Regions from separate parts of the Mus musculus genome. Here regions 1, 2, 4, 5 and 6 are each linked to region 3. The links are chromatin contacts, called in public Hi-C and HiChIP or PLAC-seq maps. All regions are on one chromosome and are shown on one strand. The core of a region is the stretch at or near the end of the contact, and the rest is flanking DNA. Distances in the headings are between cores, read along the strand shown. Region 1 holds the start of Vps4b (vacuolar protein sorting 4B). Region 2 overlaps Kdsr (3-ketodihydrosphingosine reductase). Region 3 has its middle 120 kb from the start of Gm41928. Region 4 has its middle 19 kb from the start of Vps4b. Region 5 overlaps Gm41927 (a long non-coding RNA gene). Region 6 has its middle 19 kb from the start of Gm26214.

Region 1 (3,619 bases), core at 352-2,851, 390 kb after region 3:
AAAGATGAGTACCACAAATGAAATTATCTTTAATATCCACAGGAAAGCCGTTATCAATCAACGAATACATTCACAAAAGCAAAATCATCAACAACAAATCCACTAACCACCCCACAAAACAACCAAAACAAAACCCCAGCATTTTCCGAAAAGGGCTACAAAATATAAGGTTACAAAAACTCTGTGGAAAAAAAAATATACATACAGATTAATAGTGAACTTACTCTTAATTCTTAAAAATGAGCCATGGCTGCATTTAGACTTTATAAAAGAGAGCAATCATTCATAATCTTTTAGGTTGAGTTTCAGGATAAGACCCACTAGACAAACCTCTACTCCCCGTCTTGGTGTGGAGTGATCCCTATTCAAATGCCCTTCCTTTGGGTGGAATTTCTTCAGAATCAATTATCCTACGTTAAGGAAATATGTTTACATTATCATTGTTACTTATATCAGACACTGAACAAATACCTATTTGACTACCAGAAGACCAATATTTAAGGGTACTTTGTCCTACTCCTTGGTAAGAAACTAACCAACCTATTTGGCTAGAAGTCTTGGTTATTCTTCTGGACCCCATGGACGAACCAAGGATGATGGGAGACGGCGTTACAAACATTTGCCAATGCACACCGTTCCACGAAGCAGCAATAACCCCTTTCTAACATTATCTTAGGAATCCGAAATGTACCTAGAAAACACTTTTTGTTTTTGTTTTGCGATGAGGGCGGGAAAGTGAAGATACAGATTAAAATACTCCCTGATCTTAAATTCAGTAATTCGGGAGAACATACTCTTAATGAATTCATGGGGATGGTGCCAACAGGCTCGCTCTAACCTAAGGTTCTTGGCCTATTCACCGGATACCTGGACGTCTTTGTTTATCAGCGTAAGGAACTGAGAAGGCAAACCTTATTCTAAACTGGTCCGGAGTACTGCTTTGGGAAAAACAATAACAAAAACAAACAAACAAAAAAAAAAACCCTTTTCCTTTCTTCTTGGTGGACAGACTGGAGATCTTCCTGGTTGGAGAGATCGGCCCAGTTCGGCCCAAACTCCGCTGTTTTGTTTTCCAATCTCACAAGCAAACCAAGAGTCCCACAGACCTTGAGGCTGAGGCGATGCCAAGGCCGGCCCCGCTGGGAAGCGCCCCTTCGCCCGGGTCCCGTCTGCGCGGGCCCGCCCTCCTCCGCCGGGGACAGGGGCGCGGCCGCTTCTCAGTCCCCCGCCCCCACTCCTTCCCCGCGGGCTCCGGCTCTCCAGAGGGGCCCAGAGGAGCCCAGAAGGACCGCGGTACCTGCAGGTTGGTGTTCGTGGACGCCATGGTGGAGATCCGAGGGGTCCCCTACTACAGACAAGGCCCGCAGCAGCGCCGTCGAGTCGCGCCCGGGTCACCACCGCAAACCGTGCGGAGGCTGGCGGCTCTGAGACCCCCCCAGCGGCAGCCCCAGCTCCGGAGCCGTAAATCCAGCAGGAACTCCAGCAGCCACCCGACCCTCCGCACAAAACTTCCGTAATTTCGAGCCCCTTAGGGCTCTGGTCCCGCCTCTGGCCCGGGCACTTCCGCTTCGTCATCCGCACACGCGCTAACCAGTCACCCAGGATGCGTTTCGCCACAAATGAACTCTCGCGAAATGAGAACAGGAAGCCGAGATGCGGAAGTCAGCCTAAAGGCATGTGGGGGATTCTGGAGTGAAGTCTGGTGCTGGAGAGGGACGTCAGTTGTTAAAACATAAAAGTGTGACAAAAGTGTGTAGCTCAGCTAATGTATCGGACATTAACATTTTAGTTTTAGTAAGCAATAGTACAGTCATTTCAGATGCTATTAAGAGAAAGCTGGATGACAAGTACGTTGGAATTCGAAAATTCTTTTTGCAACTCTTGTGCAAGCGTTTCAAACTAAGGTTTTCTTTTCGAAATTATTGCTATCTGCTCCTTATATTCCAGCACAATAAAATACCTATTGTGTATATAAAATGGTAAAATGTAAATGGAGCCTTCACCCCTACTGTCTAGTGTTTACGGTACTGGGAGGTACTTTGCACAGAACCAGAGGAGAAAGGTAACCATCACCCAGCTACAAACCGTGGGACCTACAGTGGTGAGCTGCTTGCAGATAGGCTGGCTCAATACTGGCACAAATGTAAGAATAGCCAGCCACTCTCTGGTTGGATATAAGACCCAGCTATGGGATGGAACAAAACTGCTTGGGTAGCCATGAACTTTAGACTGGATAATCATGGTCTTAGGAGAAAACCACATACTGTTGTTCTGATTAAAAAAAAACACACACAGCAATAAAAATGACTCCCAACAACATTCTGCTACACCCATAGATCAGTGATTCACTCTCCAATCATCAAAGGAGTTTCCTCTTGTAGTATATGGGAACTAACCAGAGACCCGGAACTGAACAGTCAGTGTTCAGTGAGAGACCTAATGGGCTATCTTCATCCCTCCACCCCAGAGCAAAGAAATCTAGAAGAGGAGGAAAGACTAAGAGCCAGAGGAGTTTGGAGGACTCCAAGGAAGCAGAGTCACAAAAGGACTGAAGAGCAGAGTTCAAGTCAGATGGGGTCCCAGCACCGAAAGGGGGAAGTGGATGAGCGCTCCCACCCTAACCAAGAAACTATCTGCAATGACACTCACTTGCAAAGGAAAAATTAATTTTCTCCAATGAAACCTTAACGGGTATATAAACCACGCTTAAGGACAGGTCCTAGGCCGACACAAACAAACTCAAAGGTATTTTTGTAGACTTTTTGTCTCATACTTTGAACATTCTTTTCTACCTTGTCTTTTTCCTGTATGTTGTAGTTTCTAATTTTGTGCTTTAATGTAATTTTTGTGTGCATGTGTTTCTTTGGGTTCTTTTTCTTCCTGTTTGCTTTCTAAAGAGAGAGAAAGCAGAACATGAAGGTGGATGGGTGGGAATGTGGAAGGGACCTGGGAGGAGTTGGGGAATGAGAAATCATAATCAGGATATATCATATGGAAAAACTTTTCAATAAAAATAAGATGGAAATGGAATTCTTTATGTGCATAAAGGTTTACAAAATACTTGTGTACATATTTTATCTTACTGAATTCTATGAGAAATGTGTCTGATTTTTATAACTGAAGCTAATTGGGTGATCAAGAAAGCCCATTGCACAGCTGGGTGGTAAACTTAGGTCACTTATCTCCAAGGGCAATCTCATCTGAGAACTGAGGCAAACAACCAGAGGCTGAATGAACCCTGACTCTGGAGTGGAGGCTCAGTTCCGATCACATGAACAAGGATGCCCTAGAGAAGTGTCATCTGAACAGAATCTCAAAGTCTTAAATTGATTTCCACAGACCAGGACATTTCAGACAGCAGTCAAAGCAAGAATAAATGCACAAAGGAAAGCCATCCAACGTGTTTATGGGAGGCTGGCATGCAGGAAGCAAAGATACTTTGGAATAAGAGTGGCAGGAAATGAAGTTAGGAATATATCGGCAGGCACTGATGGATGCTGAGTGCTTCATGCATTAGGCTTTTCTAGAAAGCAGACAGGGTTGCAGAAGCCCTGCATTGTTGGTCTTTTTAGATTTTATTTCTGGTGAAGTTGTGATTGGTGGTATGTTGACTTTATGA
Region 2 (3,241 bases), core at 183-2,682, 330 kb after region 3:
TGTGATTATAGAAACATAGCTCATGTTTCACAAAAGTCAGGTTTTCTTTTTTTTAGAATCTGAGAGGACACACATCTCACCGATTTGCTCTCCCTCCACACCAGGTGGATAAGGACAGGCAAGATGCACTGAGTTAGAAGAGTGTCTGCTGCCCCCTATTGGGCCCACAGATCAATGCAGGTTCCAGTCACTAGAAATCTGTCTAAAATTTTACTGTAGGCTAAACAAAAACAAAACAACCAAATCTCAGGGAAGTCACTACTTCACTGGCTTCAGACTTAAAGAGTATGCAGCAAATATTAATGCTTGCTTAGCAGGTTTGAAGCAGGAGGTTTGGTTCCAAGTTATGTTTTTAAAGCAAAAAGAAATTATAAAATTGACTGAACTCAAAAGAAAATGAAGAGGTTGTTTCTACATAAATAACCCATTTTTTTTTGGCAAACAAAAACCGAATATAGACTACATAAACACCCCAAATTTATGCTACAGAGATCCACATACACTTTAAGAGGAAAAACCACATAAAATAATTAAGTCTAAAACTAGGTTACCTTCAGTGTGAGGTGGTAAGCTTTCGTGGGTTTCCTTCAGCCCCACTTTACCTGTTTATCTGTTTTGTTTGTTTGTGTCATGGCAGAGGGAAAGATGGGGAACCAGATGAATAGAGCCTACTCTCAGCTCAGGACTACCCAGTCATTCTGTATGACCTGCACACATGCAAGGGAGATAGATGCCACTGGGGCGGAAATGACCAGTCCCATGCCATCTGTCCACACACGAGACGCTAAGGAAACGAAGGCGCCACTGCCACCCCATCCTCCATATGTAAAGCAGAAGGTGGCGGAAGGGCTTTACATGGCTCTACAACCTGTGCTCCACTGCCTTGCTGAATGCAATCACCAACATGAGCAGAGTCGAGAACACCTAGACTCAAAACCAAGAAAAGAAACAGAACAAAAATACAACCAAGCAACATTCTGACTGAAGCTCCTTAGAAATAGAAGAAAACTCAGTGGGAACGGGGTGGAGGCTTCAAAAGTCCACACCAGGTGCAGTGTGTGTGTGTGTCTGTCTGTCTGTCTACCTGCCTGTGGCCTGTGGATCAGGATTTAGCTCTGATTTCCTTCTTCAGCACCACATCTGTCTGAGTGCCACCATGATCCCTGCCATGATGATAATGGTTAGCCCTATGAAACTGTAAGACAGAGCCAAGTAGATGCTCTCTTTTATGTTATATTGGTCTTGGTTTCTCTTCACAACAACAGAACAGTAACTAAAGACAAATCCATGACAGACAGATCTAAGCTTAAAAAAATCAGTAGAAATAAAAATTGAAGTTAAATTAAATAAAGTTGAAGAAGAAACCAATAGTGAGTAAGAGATGAGGTGGTGAAGTCAGCCGGAAAGTGGGGCTCCTGAGCGACAACTGCACAAAGAATGCTTCCAAGTGTTCTGGATGGGAAACAATGACCTCAATGTTCCAGACCTGAGTGCATGAGAGAACAAAGGGGCGGTCCTGAGTATCTAGCATATAAAACACTTCACACCAAACGGCATTCTAAAAGATAAAAAGGAAAAGAGTGTCTACAACTAAACCCCACCAGGAGTACACACCTCCCATGTGTATGAGGAAGCTGCTCAGTCACGGATGCTTGCTTGGCCCCTGAGCATTAGTGGAAGGTGGGGAAAGGTAGGGGCTGAAGCCCAGCTGGAGGAATGTGTTGCTGAGGCTATGGCTCAGCTGGCTCTCTGCTGTCCCCCCTTTTTCTCCTTCCTGTAAGGAGCACTGATCTGCCGGGCCAGTTCTCCCTGTCCTGATGGACGGGTGTCTCTGAACCACAAGCCACGAGTTGCTTTTCTCAGGCATCTCAGGTCAGTGGGGTCCCCAGGAAACCCTAGAAGCTAGAACTCAGTAAGAAATGCCCGCAAAGCCGTGAGGACCGTCATTTTCAACTGTCACCCAGTAAAACACCCTACCACACACAGCAACGAAAAATAGGAAAAGGAAGATGCCTTCTTGTGAACCAGACTCTAAACAAATGGTGCCTCTCACGTGCCTTTCTCTGGAATGACTGAAGGGCCACCAAGGTGAGCAGAGAAATGACAGCAGTGGAAGGCACAGACCCCAGCAAGGGACAGAGAAGGGAAGCGCAGCACAGGGGAGTGCAGAGGATGTCACCCCCAGGGCCTGTGTCCTGGCAGAAGGTGGAGCCCCATGACAAGGGGCTTGGAGGAAGAAGAATGAAAGTAACAGAAAGGTCAGTGGTTCAGATGCTCAAAAGACGTCCAGTTCTCCCCAGTGAATGACCTACAAATGCTCTCAGTTAAACAAAGACACACAGGAAAGGAAATGCCATTATAGAGGTTCAACTTAACAACACTCATAAACACAGAATCTGACTCCAACAGAGGTCACACAGGCAGAACAAAGTAGACCTGAGGCTCAAATTTTAGCTTCCCTAGTTAAAACACGAGTTTGTACGTAGATGCATATGAATGTATGTGCATATATGTATGCATGTTATGCATGCATGTAGGTGCATTCACTGTGTATGTATGTAGGTATGTATGTATGGATTGGTTTAGACACATAGGTGAAATGGCTCCCTCTAGGGGTCAGGGGTCAGAAGTGGGAGTGATAAGGCCACAGGTAGCATTAGGCAGCCAACTGCGTCCTATGAGAAAATACTGAGCTAAAAGTTGGAAACAAGTAAGTTCAACATTAAGAAAAGGGGACTGGAGAGCAGAAAAAGGGAGGAGGAAGCTCTGCCTGGAAGGTCAAGTCTTGGCTCAGCACCCTGCACCTAACAGACCCACTAACTGATAAACAGCCAGGACCTAAAGTAGGATACATTCATAAAAATTACGCTGAAGATTCAGAACAGAGCTAGGGAGATAAAGTGCCTGTCTGGCCTCTGAGCACCCGCACATGCAAAGCCAGCCAGGAGGAGGTAGAGACCAGAGAACTCCCGGGCCTACTTGATAGTTCCAGGACAGTAGGAGACCCTGTCTCAAGACCAAGGACACCACCTGAAAAAGAATACCCAAGGGTGTTCTCTGGTCTCCATACACACCTGCACACTCCCAAACACACACACACACATGCACACGCACATATACACCCAAACATGTACATACATACCACACAAACCCAAATATGTATAACACCCCCATATATCACATATACACATCACACTACACACACACACCCAAACATGCACAACTTCCTCCAGTCACAAAT
Region 3 (3,653 bases), core at 1,059-3,558:
GTGACTCAACTCTGATTTAGAATATACTGCATATGATGATTTTAAAAATTAAGATTTTTTAAATTTATTGTGTATAGTTCTCTGCCTGCATGCCAGAGGAGGGCACCAGATTTCATTATAGGCAGTTATGAGCCTGTCTGTGGTTGCTGGGAATTGAACTCAGTATCTCAGAAAGAGCATCCAGTGCTGTTAACCTCTGAGCTATCTCTCCAGACCATGATGATAAAAATTTAAGGTTATGAAGGTCTATTCAGATTAACAAAAACTGACTTAAGGTTTATGTCTAGCTACTTATATTTTTGCTAACCGTTTAACAACAAGCTGCTAGAAAATTTAGATGAGTAACATGTCTGATAAATAAGGTATATTTGATAATCAGTATTTATAAATTCAGGTTCACAGTAATATTTGTGCAGTAGTTTCTTTTAAGTTGACAAATACATATGGACTGGACATTGTGAATGCAATTCCTACCTGTTAGTTTTCATAATTGTTATTATATAGTTTATTATAATAAGAGAAAGAGCCTTTTATTGGGTTAAAAGGGGGGTGTTGTAGAGATAAATCTCTGTTGTATGGATGCAGCACCTGTTGATAAGATGCTGATTGACCTATAAACTTAGGCAGGAGAAAGAAGGTGGGACATCCAGTAGGGAGATGGAATGCTGGGATAGACAGTGTGGGAGGGTTGGCCGGGGAACATGGAGGAAGGAGCTGAGGTGTGGGAGCTGAGTGGAGGTAACCAGCCACATGGCAGAACTTAGAATAAAGGTTGCGATCAAATCAGGGAACAAAGGTATTTGTAAATATATTTGAGTCTCAGTGATTATTCTGGGAGCCTGGGCCTGGGAGGAAAAACTTACTTTACTGCCAGCTCCAGGTGTTCCCTCAAAATCTGTAGCTAGCTCCAGGCTATCCTTCCTTACAAATTGTTCCAACTGCTGCCTGCATGTCCGTATCCCCAGATGGTCCCCCAGTACTGTGTAGTGAGTGAAACAGCTTGCTCTTCCAGGGACTTGGCCAGCATCCCAACTTTCTTGGGTCCCTAAAGATGTCAATGCCCCACACAGCAGGAAGCAGTCTAAAAAAGCATGGCACCCAATCTCTCCTTCCTATTCCTCACCTTTTGTTATAAACAAAGGGGAGGAATGTTAGTCCCAGCCTGCCTTCAGTGACTCAGTGCCAGCAGCCCTGACATACCAGCCCAAAGGCGACACTCACATCCTTTAAAAGGTTCCTGATGAGGAGGCCCTGTTCTCTGTCTCCTGGTCCCTCTGTCTCTTGCTCTTTGTATTTCTCCATCTCCCCTGCCCCTTATCTCTTGTGTGAGACTTGTTTCTTGGTGTGCTCTCTGTGGCATGACTTATCCCACCCATCATGAATCCACCATGGTACTCCTCCCACCACAGAAAACCTAACAATGATTCTGTTAGGAAGCACAGTCTTGGAACAGGACACGCTGTATGGCTAAGGTGCTACTGAGGCTGGGTGGAGCCAGGAGGAACCAGATCAAGGCAGATAGGAGCATGAGGCAGGTTGTGAAATTCAAGGATCCCTAAGCAGTGCCGAGGGCATCTGGGACTGGAGCCTGTTTCTGAGGGCTTTGCTTTAGTGAGGGCCTTCAGTGAATTTGCCCTCAACTGCCAGTCAGTCATTTGGTGAACTGAGCTTCTAGCAAGCTCTGTGGCCACATCTCCCTCAAAGAGATAGCCAGTCAGCAGCCACAGATAGGTGCAGGCTGCTTGCTTTGTCCTAAAGTTCCCTGGGCTGTTCTCTTGCAGCCTAGGTAGAAAATCACAGCTGTTGAAGGTTGAGGAGGTGGCGGGGGTGGGGGGGGGTGGGGAAGGGTGTACTCAAGGACCTTGCCAAGTACTCCATCAAAAACCAGGGCACTACTTTTTCACAGCAGAATAACAGGTTCTGAGAGAGGCTCTCGGGGCTGGTGGCTAAGCTAGGGGACAGCTACATGGCCGAGTATGGATGGAACCTCGCTAGCCCTGGGCGAGACAGAGTCACAGTTGGATGAGTCACCGTCTCAGAATCTCAGTCTGCAAATGAAGGAAGTGACACTGGGACCACAGCCAGGAGAGTCAGAAATGCTAGGAGTGACTGAAAGAGGTCACCAGGAGATCAAGCTATTCTCACCTGAGGCCAGGACCTGCAGAGATGGCTTTGTAGGGGACCTCCAGGGGCGACTAGCTGTGGGGGATGTGAGAGTGAACCTAGTGGAGGAGGAAGTGGATCAGAGCTAGACTTCATGGTCTCCTGCTGGAGGAATCCCGATCAGGCTGTATGCAGTCTAAGATAGGAAGTGGCTCCCAGCAAACTGGTGAGACAGAATAAAGGACCAGAGCCCAGAGTGATGGCTGCTTCCTCTGTCTTCTCTGAAAATCTCCATTGGGCAACCAGCCTGCTCCCCTATAGAGTAAGGGGCAAACAAAGCCAGAGAGCTCCTGTAATCCTCCAGTTGGGTCTTGATTATATAACCTCACCCTTACTGGCTGAGAAGCTGTATATAAGTTTTTGTACTGAGTAATAAAGTTAGACCTGTATACTGATGTGTGTGGGTGTGAAATCTTTGTGGGTCCTGTCTCCACTTTCTCCCCATTTCTTGGTCCCAGTTCTGTCAACTAGAGGATGAGCACATGCCAGGGTGCAGTCCACACGAAGGACCCCTCCATCCAAACCCTATCCTGTTTGAAAATGGGAACATGCGGAGCAGACAGATCTACAACTGGGGAAGACTAATGACTCTTCTAGGGTCATCAGCAAGAGGATGTCAGAGATCCTTCGGCCTTCCCAAAGGGTGGTGACTTCACATGCCAGTGCCTCCGGAAGCAGCAAGCACCCTCCTCTGGGGCTGCCAGCTCCTCGCTGCCACTTCCTGTTTCAGGTGTGGTTTTCCTGGGCACACAAATCAAATTCCACAGCAGCAATGATTCCAAATAGTACAACTGGCTTGGAGTTAGAGACTGAATGTGTCGAAGGATCTCTCTTAGAACATGAATCTATCCTTGCTTACTGAGTTCTATATAAATAAAGAAGTGCCCCACTGCCCGTCAGTCAGGCTGTAAGAACTGCAGCCCCACAACCATGCCTGACTCATTCCTTCTCCAACTCCATACCAGCCCCCAGCCCCTAGCTCCCACCCCCGTGGGATCTAACCAATACTGGTATGGCCCTCAGCAACCAAGTCCAAAGTTAAAGATGTGATATCTCCATCTCTATCTCATCTCTATCTCTACCTCTATCTCTATATCTCTATAGATCTATACCTATATATGTCAGCAAATTGTTAGATTCAGAAGAGAGATACAGATTGATCTGAAACCTGAACCACTTCTACATAAGGCTTTCAGGGCATCTAGACCACTTGACAAAGCAAGTCTGTGGTCACTTAACTGGAGAACCACTGTGATAAGAATTCCTTCAGTCAACAATTTACCAGACACTTAGATGATACCCAGTAGGCCTGAAGAGATTTGTGGCTGACCTAGATTCTAATGGCCTAGTTCACATTCCATCCCATTTCCTGTCACCTAGCTTCCTGTGGATCTTTTGGGATTCCCCCGTTTGCAGGACTGTGTGGTACCAGTTCCTGCTGAAGAGAACAGTCACAGATCCCTGCCGAAACCTCCCTGTGCTGTGTATTC
Region 4 (3,341 bases), core at 543-3,042, 410 kb after region 3:
ATGTGCTTACTTGAATTTAGATCCCTAATGGTGACATAAAACTCTAGGTGTGGTTCTGTGTGCTGAGGATGCAGACAGGAGGGTCCCTTGAGTTTCCTGGTCAGCTACTCTTGCTGAGTTGGCAAGCTTCAGGTTCAGAGAAAGACTCTCAGAAACATGGAAAACAATAGAGAAGTCACCTGGTATTGACTTCTGGTCTCTATATCATGATCCCATGCTCCTGTTCATTCACATGTAACACACACAGACACACACACACACACAGACACACACACAGACACACACACACAGACACTCACACACACACAGAGACATACACACACAGACAGACACACACACACAGACACACACACACACACACACAGACACACATACACACACAGACACACACAGACACACAGACACACACAGACATACACAAAGACACACACACACACACACACACACACACACACACACACAGGCTTCTAGAGTTAACCACAAACTTTTTCTATATATTACTCTGACAAGGCATCCATAGTTATTAAACACACAGCCAGGCCACATTATTCACAAAGGCATAAAAGCACAGCAGTGCTCAGTTCTCATGTTTGTGGGCCTATCTTTTAAATGGTGGGGCTTTTTAGAAGCAAAAGGTTCAAGTTGCCTCTTAAAGGAGAAAGTATACTATCCCTACTAAGGGAAGAACTACCCCAGCACAAAGCAGTTTTTCTGTGCCAGGAACAAGTAAGAAACACTAGAAAATGGATATCATAAGAGCTCCCAAAATGGCAGATCTAGGTCAAGAGATATACTTTGGAGGGGCATGGAGACATTAGCTTATTCATAAGCCAGATCTCTTCAAAGACCACAGAGTGTAAAGTATCATGTAATTGATCCAAGCAGCCAACATGTCAATCAAGAGATGTATACTGGGTTGATTATTACGTGAGAGCCATGTAACCCTCCAAGCTCCTTCTAAATTTCTCAAACAAAAAAGAGGGGCATTGTACACAGATCATGTAACCCATGGGCATTATAATACAATTACATCTTAGAAATAATGGTGATGTGATTTTATATGCTATGCCTGCTCACTGTGGAGTGGAGGACATGGCTATCTCTAGGCTTAGAATTCTCAAGTTCTAGGTTTGAATCCAGACTTCAGTTAGACAGCTCAAAGCCTTTCTTAGAGCATTAGAAGGGGTCTGCTTGGAAGGACACACCACCTCGAAACTCAGCTGCAATGTGAAAACTCAGTTTTCTTTTGGCCTCAGCAAGAGCAGAATCTTCCCTCCTGTTGAGAAGGCAGCTCAGGATTTGGTTCCTCTGAGTAGCCAGCCCATCCCTGCACGAGTCACTGGACCACTGCTCACTCTTGTCACACACTATTGCACAATGCTGGCTTCTTTCAATAGGAATGGGTTACGAACTCTGAGAACAGGACTAGTGCGTGGATATGGAGGTTTTAGGGAAAGTGATAAGACAAGATTCTTAGAAAGGTTCACCCACTTGCAAGTGTCAACAGGAAATTCTAGTTCCCAAACCAGCGAGTGAACTGTGCTTGATGAGGGGTAAATCACTTAGCTAGAAGTCAGCCCCAGAAGCAAACCCCGCTGGCAAAATATGGAAGCTTTACAATTTTCAGAGAATTGTGCTGTTAACTGGGAGACCAAGAGATGGCACACACATGCGTGCTATTCTGTTTTACTAAAAGAAAGAGGAAACATCCAACAGAATCCACAGTGCGGTAAAAATGCAGAAGCCCAGAGCATTAAGACCCTGCTCTGCAGGGATCACGATGACAAAGAGGAACCTAAACTATGACAGAAGAAAGTCCTGAGCTGAAGAAGCCCCATTCAGTCAGCAGCATAGCTCTAGCTCAGAGCCTGTGGGAACTGACCTAAAGACCCGTGGGACCCATGGGTGTTACATGTCGGAAATAACTGCAAGGTCTAACTGCAATACACCACAAAGGCATCGTTCCATGTACCTGAGTAAAATAAAGCTTGTCTTAGTCAGGGTTTCTATTCCTGCACAAACATCATGACCAAGAAGCAAGTTGGGGAGGAAAGGGTTTATTCGGCTTACACTTCCATACTGCTGTTCATCACCAAGGAAGTCAGGACTGGAACTCAAGCAGGTCAGGAAGCAGGAGCTGATGCAGAGGCCATGGAGGGATGTTCATTACTGGCTTGCTTCCCCTGGCTTGCTCAGCCTGCTCTCTTATAGACCCAAGACTACCAGCCCAGAGATGGTCCCACCCACAGGGGCCTTTCCCCCTTGATCACTAATTGAGAAAATGCCTTACAGTTGTATCTCATGGAGGCATTTCCTCAACTGAAGCTCCTTTCTCTGTGATAACTCCAGATGGGTCAAGTTGACACAAAACTAGCCAGTACAAAGCTCTTCCAACAGAGGCCAGGAGTAAGTCTCCCTAAACTTTTATGCTCAACAGTCTCTATCAGAGAAGGTTCTATGCTGTGGTAGACACACTGATGTGCTGGTTCTCAGCCTGTGGGTCCCGACCCCCCAGGGGTTCTCATAGCAGGCAGCATGCATATCAGAATTTTACATGACGATCCGTAGCAGTAGGAACATTACAGTTACGAAGCACTAATGAAATGATATGATGGGTGGGGGTCCCCACAACCAGAGGGACGGTATTAAAGGGTCACAACATTAGGAAGGTTGAGAATCACTGCCCTAGGCCCATAGCTGTAAAGTTGTTTTCATTTTTCTGTTAGGAACAAAATGCTATTTCTTGCTATTAAGTGTTTCAAAGAGGTAAAAGTAATGGTGGAACGTCCCCACCCCCATTCACTGAGCATCCATTACAGCCACAAACCCAACCAACTGCCTCTCATCTTTGCAGCAACCTTATAAAGCAGGAATCACTGATCTTGTTTTAAGATAAGAGTAAATTTGAAAGCACTGAAGTGAGACTGTCCTTGGGTCTCACTTCGAAATCACCAAGACTTTCATTCCTATTCTGTTCCCCAGGAGTCAAGCATAAACGCCAAAACACATCTCCACCATGCACAATGGTCTCGAGTACCGTAATTACGTTTGGCTTTGAGGGACCGATTTAAAATACCAAGCCATTTTAGAGATAGGTAGCGTGGTAAGGAAAACATAGACACGAGAGGCTAAACAACAGCCGGGTGTGGTGGGATGGGATGCATCTGTAGTTTCAGAGGCTCTCATGAGCCCTGGGGCTCAGGGACTCAGCTCGCGGAGTGCAGGTGCAGGGCGTGTGCAGATTCTCCCTGAAGACCTTTCAAGGATGTTAGTGTTGCTTTTGTTTTGTCCCCCTTCACTCAGTTCAGAAGTTCATCTCTGCTGGGAACACCCTTGCTAAG
Region 5 (3,344 bases), core at 660-3,159, 480 kb before region 3:
GAGCATATGCCACTGTTGCTAGGCCACCACATCTCCTGTCTGTCAGCACAAGGCCAAGGTGACATTGTAACGTGTGGCTACTGGCTGCCGAGGTGAGGTGAATGTCATTTAAACCCTGGAGATGGTTCCTGCTGTTGGGCTGTGTGAGTCATCATGTTTCCCAAGGACAATGGACATCTGCTCCCAGCAAGGCTAAGAAACCAAACTAATCCAACAGCAAGAGGATTTCTTGAAACTATCAAAACAAAAATGGCACCCTGGCTGTTGCCTCTGAAGGATTTAAGTCACACTTCTGGGAACATCTCAGAGGAGGGGTCAGATGGACAGTAGGAATGAAAGGATGAAGACGCATGCAGTGGTGCTGTCTTCTGCTGTCATGGACATTGCAGTCATGAGCACAAAGCTGTGACTGCTTTCACAAGACCAGAAAATCAAAGAGAGGGCTCGAAGGAAAGAAGGAGGCTGGTGGAAGTGGAAGATAATGAGAGAGAATAGAATATATACTAAGTGTGCCATAGGTAAATATAATCACAATGAATGGAATACAAATACAATACTGCCAATACATTTAAATATATGTTTATAAATAAAAAGGTCTCTCCCCTACGTCTCCCTGATCAACGTATTCCCCTCACTGCTTCCCATGTCCATGTTGGGATGCTGATGAGTCTAAGGAGATTACCTTGCCTCCTGCTCATTCATCAATATTCTTCTTATTTTCCACTATTCCGGTCACAGAGAAAGACCAGGTTACATCAGTTTTGAAAAATGTCTCCTGTTACCTAGAGAACGTATTTCATATAGAAGCATCCTCCAATCTATTCTTTTCCTAGTTTTTAAAAGTGATGACAAGAGAGAGCCAAGAATGACCTCTACCATGCAGCTCTACTTTATAAAATTGTATGTAAATTATGGAATTGGTGAGTAGTAAGGAATAAAAGAAGTTTTCATACAAAGGAAGAAGAGATGTTCCCAGAAGAGCTAAAATGATAGAAGTCCCAACAAAATCAGATATCTAAGGCTTGGAATTTTAAACACATGAACTGGACACCCTTCCAGAGGTGGGTTTTCTTGTATATTTGAGTGTTATATTGTTGCAAATACTCTAAAGGATGGAAGCAATACAACTTTAAAATAGTGAGGGATGGCAAATGCCATTTGGTAGAGTGCTCGCCTATCATGCACAAAGCCCTGGCTTCAATCCTAGCATGACACAAAGCCAGGTATGATGGCACATACCTATAATCCCAGTACTGGGAGGTGTAGGAGGTGGGTCTGATGCTAAGGTCCTGTTCCCCAGTTGGTTCTTGATCGATCAATAAAAATGCCAGAGGCCAATTGCTAGGCAGAAGGAAAGAGGACTTCTGGGTCCCTGCAGGCAGGTGAAGAGATGCAGAAACAGAAAGAGGGATTTTCCCCATGCTTTGGAGGGAGACTCAGGACCAGCCTCAGATAGGAGATTAGAACTGCAACTATGCAGAGGGCAGTTTTGAGTTGTTGAACAAGGAGAGGGTAACTAAGTTAAGGGCAAATTAAGAGGTGCTGAGCTCAGAGTATTAGAAAGAGCACACTAGCTGGAGGAGTTTAGAAGCGCCCAGCAATTGAGTCAATAAGACAGGTTGAAATTGAGCTGTGTGTGTGTCCAAGGTTTTCATCTGTGAATCTAATATTCTCTGGGCAGGGGCTGATGGCATGGTTCTCCTGGAGCTTAAAGCAGGGTAGCAAAAACTACATGCTACAGGGAGGTAAAGTGGGGAAGAATAGTTCAAGGTCATTGTCAGAAACAACTAGTTCAAAGCCAGCTTGGTTGCTATAATAGTTGGCTTTAATGTCAACTTACCACCGATCATCTAAATAGAGTGACTTGGCTCCGATCCACTTGACTGATAAGGCTAGAGTCACCCCTAGTGTTGGTGACACAGAACTCTGGTAGCAGCCTAGTTAAAAGGTCATGTCAGAAGGAATACCATCTCACCCTACACTCTCTTGCCTCCCCTCTTATTGCTGCTCCTGGTCCCTTGGCTGACATCAGAAACAGCATTTCTGGGCTTCTGTCACACAAGGAAGACCAGTGGGAACCTTGTATGTTTGGTATTCAGATTGGGACTGCCGAGGTTCCTACCCTTGTGGACTGAGCAACTACTGTGTTGTCAACTCCTCAGTGAGAGGCAGTGATTCTGGGACCACTCTAGCCTCAAGGACCTAGCAACTACATGGGTCTCAGCCTCTTGAGAGTTATTTAGCTGTTGTTACTATTTTACCCTAAATTCACACACACACACACACACACACACACACACACACACACACACACACACACACTCCCACGCATATTTGCACACACAGTCATCTGATTGGTTCTGTTTTCCAGAGAACCCTGACAAGTCCATCTCAATGAGACGCTGCCCCAAAGTTTCCCTGAAAGTCAACTATTTCTTCACTGTTTCCCATAAGTCTCATTTTAAATGTAGGGGATGTGCTGTACATAATTGTGCAGACAGACTTTCACTTTCACACTATCTGAAGTCCCAGAGCATTAGTGCTACTGTGCATTCCAGACCCATCCATGTTTGCTGACTCGTCATGCTCAGCACAGTAGAAACACTATCGCTCACTTGCCTTCATTTCCTGGTACAAATACCAACAGGAAGGATTTCCCTGTGAGAGTTGTGTTCTGGTGTTTGAGTATTACTTAGGAAAATTCCTAGCCTCATAATGATTGGCCTGGTGAGAATTTGTCTTATTTGCTCTCTGTGAGTTGAAATGAGTTTTCGTTGGAAAATTTCATAATAGCTCTGGAGGTCACAGGGAGCATGAGGCTGTTGCAGAACCAAGGCTGCTGACCCAGTGGCTGGCACTGAGTGTGCTCAGGCCACTCTTCATCAACAGAGGAGTGTTTTAAAGTCACATTCAGTAAAGGAGAGTTGTCTGAGACAATCCAAAAACAGCTTACAAATGGCTAAGAAAGCCATTTTTTACCTTCAGTGACTTTTTTTTCTGTTGTCATACAGTGTTTTATGAAAATAAAAAGTAAAGTGTTTGCTATTTTAATATATCTGTGACTCATCAGAAAACTACTTCCTGGGCTCTCAGTTTGACTTAGAGTCACACAGATTCAATGAATGTTTGCCAAATTGAAGAAAATGATTCTTTTATGTGACTTCAATACACTTTTCCATTTCACAGTAGAAAGACAGCACAAACAGGTAATAACCTGTTGTCATAAACAGAAAGATTCCTGTATTAGCTGTCATTGCAAAATAGCTTAGACTCTAGATTGGTGAGCTGACGGTCAAAGGCATTGATGTGTTTCAATACAGAAAGATATTTATAATGATTTATAA
Region 6 (3,671 bases), core at 1,128-3,627, 440 kb before region 3:
CAATGCAAGCTCCCAAGTGCACATGCATACGCATGCGCGCACACCCCTCCCACGCACAAATATTCAAAGCAGCAAGTCTTTCTCATTCTGGCTGCCTTGTTACTACGAGTGAAAGTATTTATAAAAAGGGTGCCCACACACGCTCTTTTCCTCCATTGCTCTTCCCTACTCTAGCTTGCTCTCATGTCCTATGTCACTGCCAGAGCTGGCACATTTCAGCTCCCAAAACCTTGAGCCCAAATAATTTTTTTATTTATACCTAGTGCCTGGTATTTTGCTATAGCAACACAGAATGGATTAACATATACGATGAGGAAACGGAGGCTAGGGTATCGGCTGGAGGGGCCTCTGAGCAGGGAAGTCTAACATTGATGGGCTCGACTTTGGATATGTGAGTCATGTTGCCTAGTCACACAAATACTTGTTCATACTCTCTCTCCTTCCCTCCCTCCCTTCCTCCTCCTCTTTCTTCTCTTCTTTCTCCTCTTCCTCCTTCTCTACCTCCTCCTCTTCTCCCCCTCCCTTCCATCTCTTATTTAAAATCTGAAATTTCACTGAGGTTACTATAGATCACATGCATTTTTAAGAACTAATAAGAATCTTGGCTACTGGATAGAGTGCACACACACACACACACACACACACACACACACACACACACAAACACACACACAATCTGAACAGCCCCCTGAATTAAAGCAAGAATATCAAGGACAGGGGCAGGAAAGCCAAGGTTAGGACCTGTCTCTAAGTCACTGTAAAGTTGTATTTATCAAGGAAGGATGCTATTACACTATTTAACGGTTTGTTGACTGGATTTACAACTGGTAAATATTTAGACATATGGGCTATAGGCCTCTGTTAGCAATCATGTCCCACACCCCTGCAGAAGTTAGGGGTCTAGGAACAGAAGCGAGCATATTCAGAAATGAATTCATAATGCTTATTTCTAAAACTCAAGAAAGGGATATTGGGGTAGTGTGGGAAAAAAAAACAGGTCTAAGAAAAGATTTTCATGGACTAAGAGGCCTGAGGAAGTCTCATTCTTTCCGGATCCTCTGATACATGTTCAATATTTCTGATTTGGTGTTTTCTTCTTTTCTAATTCTTTATAGAGTTCTCTTAGCATATTATTCAAATTCTATTTGGAAAAACCTCCCATGGGCCTTGGCTGAATTGAGAGGCTAAGGAGGATGAGGGATCTAATTAGCTAGAAATATGAGTCCGAAGCCAGTAGAACCAGAGCAGGCAGAGCCATCTGAATGTTTCGCAACTCTGCACCTACAAACTGACTAAGGACCTGGGTCACAGAGCCTATATAATAGCTCATACAGGGCAAACATATAGTATTTATTGTGAGGTAATAAATATCTTCTAGCAAGATAGAAAAAAAACTACTCAATAAATTGTTAGGTAATCATTTTTAAATGTCTAAATAAAACCATATTAATAATACAAATATAAACAATGTGTTGTAATTATTTAAAAGGAAATACACAGACTATAAATAAAGTTTTATTTAATCAAAATATTAAATGGTTTTTAAAAGCTTTATTGCATGCAGTTAAACTGAAGTTAGTCTTAGGCAGTTTGACCACTGCTGTGGTTTGAGTGGGGACTGTCCTCCACTGGCTCATGCATCTGAGCACTTGGTCCCTAATCATTGGCACTGTATGGGGAGGTCATGGAGCTTTTGGCAGTACGGCTTTGATGAAGGAAGTATGTCACTGGGGAGCTGCTCCAAGGCTTATAGCCTCACATCCTGTTCTCATTCTGATGAAATTAGATCTCTGCTTCCGGCTACTGCTCTCATGTTATTATAAAATCTATCTCCGTGGAACTGTAAGCTAAATTAACCCTTTCTCCTTTAAATTGCCTTGGTCAAGGTGTTTTTTCACAGCAACAGAGAAGTAACTACCAGCACGTTCTCCCATTCAAAGGCTGAGGAAAGGGGATGGTTTATGCAATGCCCAGTAAGCCATCCTAATGCCCCTCGCCCCAATGTGCACTCTCACCTCCCAGAGCACCAGTTCCAAGTGGTTTGCTGTGTCTTTCATGTACCTTCCTTTTCTTGACATGTTGATCTTGTATCTGTAGAAGGAATTCATCCAGCAAGAAAATAAAAGCTATGCTTCTTGGAAAGGTCTGCCAAGTACAAATTGCATTAGGTTGCTTCTGTTTAAGCACTCGAGTTCTCGAGAAATTCCCTAGCCACTGCTCTTGGTGTGCTTGTTGACGGGACTCATGCCCAATGTTAACAGTGCTCTTCTGCCACCAAAGCATCAGAAGAGGGCTGCGGTGTGAGTGTTTCCCACTTGTGGGTTGGAGCCTTCATTGCTCAATGGGACTGACACTGACGGGAGGAAGACTTCATGGGAAGTGCTGACCTCATGGAGCCAGAAGCCTCAGGCCTATGGGTGCTGTCTCTTGTGAAACTGGATTACTTACCTCGAGCAGTCAGTTGTTACAAAATCAAGTTGGCTTTCTCAGCATTCTCTCGCCTCCTCCACTGTCATGGGATCCTCCCACTTTCTGTTGTGAGTTCCAACAGCATGCAGCCCTCATTAGAAATGGCCTCTAAATATAGAACTTTGCTGGCTTCATGGAACAGGGCCAAAATAAACCTCCTGACATTATAAATTACCTAGACTCAGATACTCCGTTACAGCCACGGAAAACAGACTAAGACAACTATACATTTGATCTCTAGCATATACTTCTATCCTGTAGAAGGCAGGCTATCCCAACACACTCATACACACAGGATATATGGGCCTATGAATAGGATTTAGAGTCCAGAAACAACAGCCTGTATCTATGACTAATCAACAACAATTCCAAGACAACAGAATGCAGACGAATAGTCTATCTCACCAATGGATATCCACATGCAATAGAATGATGTTGGACTCGTAATTTATATTATATACAAAAATTAATTCAAATAGGTCAAATATCTAAATCTAGAAGCTGAAACTATGAAACTCTCAGAAGAAAACAAGGGGTTAATTTTTTTGATCTTATTTGATACTAGACTCTGAGAGATGGCTCAAAAGAATAATCCACAAAAGGAAAGAAAATTGGATTACATAGAACTTCAGAATGGAATCCAGGTATCACATGCTCTAATCCTGGCACCTAGGAGACAACAGCAATAGGAACTCTGTAAATTTGTGACAAACCTGCCCTACATTATGAGTTCCAACCCACTGAGGGATATGATGTGTTTATAAAACGAAAAAGGGAGAATGAATATGTTTTTGTGGATATGTAGTCAGGTATAGGGAAGGGGGTGCCTCTGCGGGCCCCAATATTCTATAGTATAGAATAGAGTTTATTCAGGGTATGGGAATGGGAGTTAAGAGTGAGAGAGGGAGAGGGAGAGAGAGAGAGAGAGAGAGAGAGAGAGAGAAGAGGAGTAGAGACTGGCTATGACCACATGAAGAGAGGGAAAAGGGGCAAGAGGACAAAGAGGGAGAAAGAAGGTAAGAGCAAGATCAAGAGACAAGATCAAGCAGAGGGGGCAAGCAGCCCCTTTAATATTAAGTCAGGAATACCTGGCTGTTGCCAGGTAACTGTGGGGTGGAGCTTAGACAAAATGCTAAGAGGATACTTAGTGAGATCCTGTCTCATCAAAAAGGTAGTACATAAAAAGACATTATTGAGAAAAT

The links. A called contact is a pair of places that touch in the nucleus more often than the background predicts. HiChIP or PLAC-seq counts read pairs in DNA pulled down with a chosen protein or histone mark.
Region 1: a contact with region 3 is called in an H3K4me3 HiChIP or PLAC-seq map of bone marrow-derived macrophages, with 5 times the contacts expected there. The contact joins the promoter of Vps4b here to the enhancer-like site in region 3. A contact is called at or near these places in 6 of 39 promoter capture datasets (the 3T3-L1 cell line, the C10 cell line, cranial neural crest and 3 more), 1 of 15 datasets of contacts at CTCF or cohesin (the NIH/3T3 cell line), 20 of 115 datasets of contacts at active chromatin or transcription factors (the 230-238 cell line, the NIH/3T3 cell line, T-cell acute lymphoblastic leukemia and 15 more) and 4 of 9 other capture datasets (adipose tissue, liver, macrophages and 1 more).
Region 2: a contact with region 3 is called in a Hi-C map of the MNK3 cell line, with 7 times the contacts expected there. The contact joins two enhancer-like sites. A contact is called at or near these places in 1 of 15 datasets of contacts at CTCF or cohesin (large pre-B cells), 7 of 484 Hi-C or Micro-C datasets (the MNK3 cell line, Sertoli cells, bone marrow-derived macrophages and 3 more) and 9 of 115 datasets of contacts at active chromatin or transcription factors (Th17 cells, acute myeloid leukemia, embryonic fibroblasts and 6 more).
Region 4: an H3K27ac HiChIP or PLAC-seq map of microglia shows a contact between it and region 3, with 7 times the contacts expected there. The contact joins two enhancer-like sites. A contact is called at or near these places in 2 of 15 datasets of contacts at CTCF or cohesin (large pre-B cells and pro-B cells), 8 of 484 Hi-C or Micro-C datasets (B cells, the C2C12 cell line, the MNK3 cell line and 5 more) and 4 of 115 datasets of contacts at active chromatin or transcription factors (acute myeloid leukemia, fibro-adipogenic progenitors, microglia and 1 more).
Region 5: a contact with region 3 is called in a FOXA1 HiChIP or PLAC-seq map of pancreatic cancer cells. The contact joins two enhancer-like sites. A contact is called at or near these places in 2 of 15 datasets of contacts at CTCF or cohesin (large pre-B cells and pro-B cells), 3 of 484 Hi-C or Micro-C datasets (bone marrow-derived macrophages, embryonic stem cells and peritoneal macrophages) and 2 of 115 datasets of contacts at active chromatin or transcription factors (large pre-B cells and pancreatic cancer cells).
Region 6: an H3K4me3 HiChIP or PLAC-seq map of bone marrow-derived macrophages shows a contact between it and region 3, with 4 times the contacts expected there. The contact joins two enhancer-like sites. A contact is called at or near these places in 1 of 15 datasets of contacts at CTCF or cohesin (large pre-B cells) and 3 of 115 datasets of contacts at active chromatin or transcription factors (bone marrow-derived macrophages, large pre-B cells and thymic regulatory T cells).

Annotation. Positions count from the first base shown.
Region 1 is chr1:106,795,124-106,798,742 of GRCm38.p6, forward strand. Vps4b (vacuolar protein sorting 4B) reads right to left here and starts at 1,602. Exons shown (of 11, transcript NM_009190.2): 1 at 1,298-1,602. The coding sequence starts at 1,324.
Region 2 is chr1:106,735,654-106,738,894 of GRCm38.p6, forward strand. The region is part of intron 7 of Kdsr (3-ketodihydrosphingosine reductase); the gene reads right to left. Among named protein-coding and RNA genes, the nearest start is that of Kdsr, 22 kb to the right of the region's middle. Within about 2 kb of position 1,433, at least 11 of the 459 cell types and tissues checked have an H3K27ac peak or open chromatin away from gene starts, as enhancers often do. A contact at or near this core is called in the MNK3 cell line, where this site is marked.
Region 3 is chr1:106,406,058-106,409,710 of GRCm38.p6, forward strand. No RefSeq gene overlaps it. Among named protein-coding and RNA genes, the nearest start is that of Gm41928, 120 kb to the right of the region's middle. Within about 2 kb of position 2,309, at least 115 of the 459 cell types and tissues checked have an H3K27ac peak or open chromatin away from gene starts, as enhancers often do. A contact at or near this core is called in the MNK3 cell line, bone marrow-derived macrophages, macrophages and 4 more, where this site is marked.
Region 4 is chr1:106,813,714-106,817,054 of GRCm38.p6, forward strand. No RefSeq gene overlaps it. Among named protein-coding and RNA genes, the nearest start is that of Vps4b, 19 kb to the left of the region's middle. Within about 2 kb of position 1,793, at least 39 of the 459 cell types and tissues checked have an H3K27ac peak or open chromatin away from gene starts, as enhancers often do. A contact at or near this core is called in bone marrow-derived macrophages and microglia, where this site is marked.
Region 5 is chr1:105,923,117-105,926,460 of GRCm38.p6, forward strand. The region is part of intron 2 of Gm41927 (a long non-coding RNA gene); the gene reads right to left. Among named protein-coding and RNA genes, the nearest start is that of Gm41927, 9.5 kb to the right of the region's middle. Within about 2 kb of position 1,910, at least 78 of the 459 cell types and tissues checked have an H3K27ac peak or open chromatin away from gene starts, as enhancers often do. A contact at or near this core is called in bone marrow-derived macrophages and pancreatic cancer cells, where this site is marked.
Region 6 is chr1:105,962,969-105,966,639 of GRCm38.p6, forward strand. No RefSeq gene overlaps it. Among named protein-coding and RNA genes, the nearest start is that of Gm26214, 19 kb to the left of the region's middle. Within about 2 kb of position 2,378, at least 50 of the 459 cell types and tissues checked have an H3K27ac peak or open chromatin away from gene starts, as enhancers often do. A contact at or near this core is called in bone marrow-derived macrophages, where this site is marked.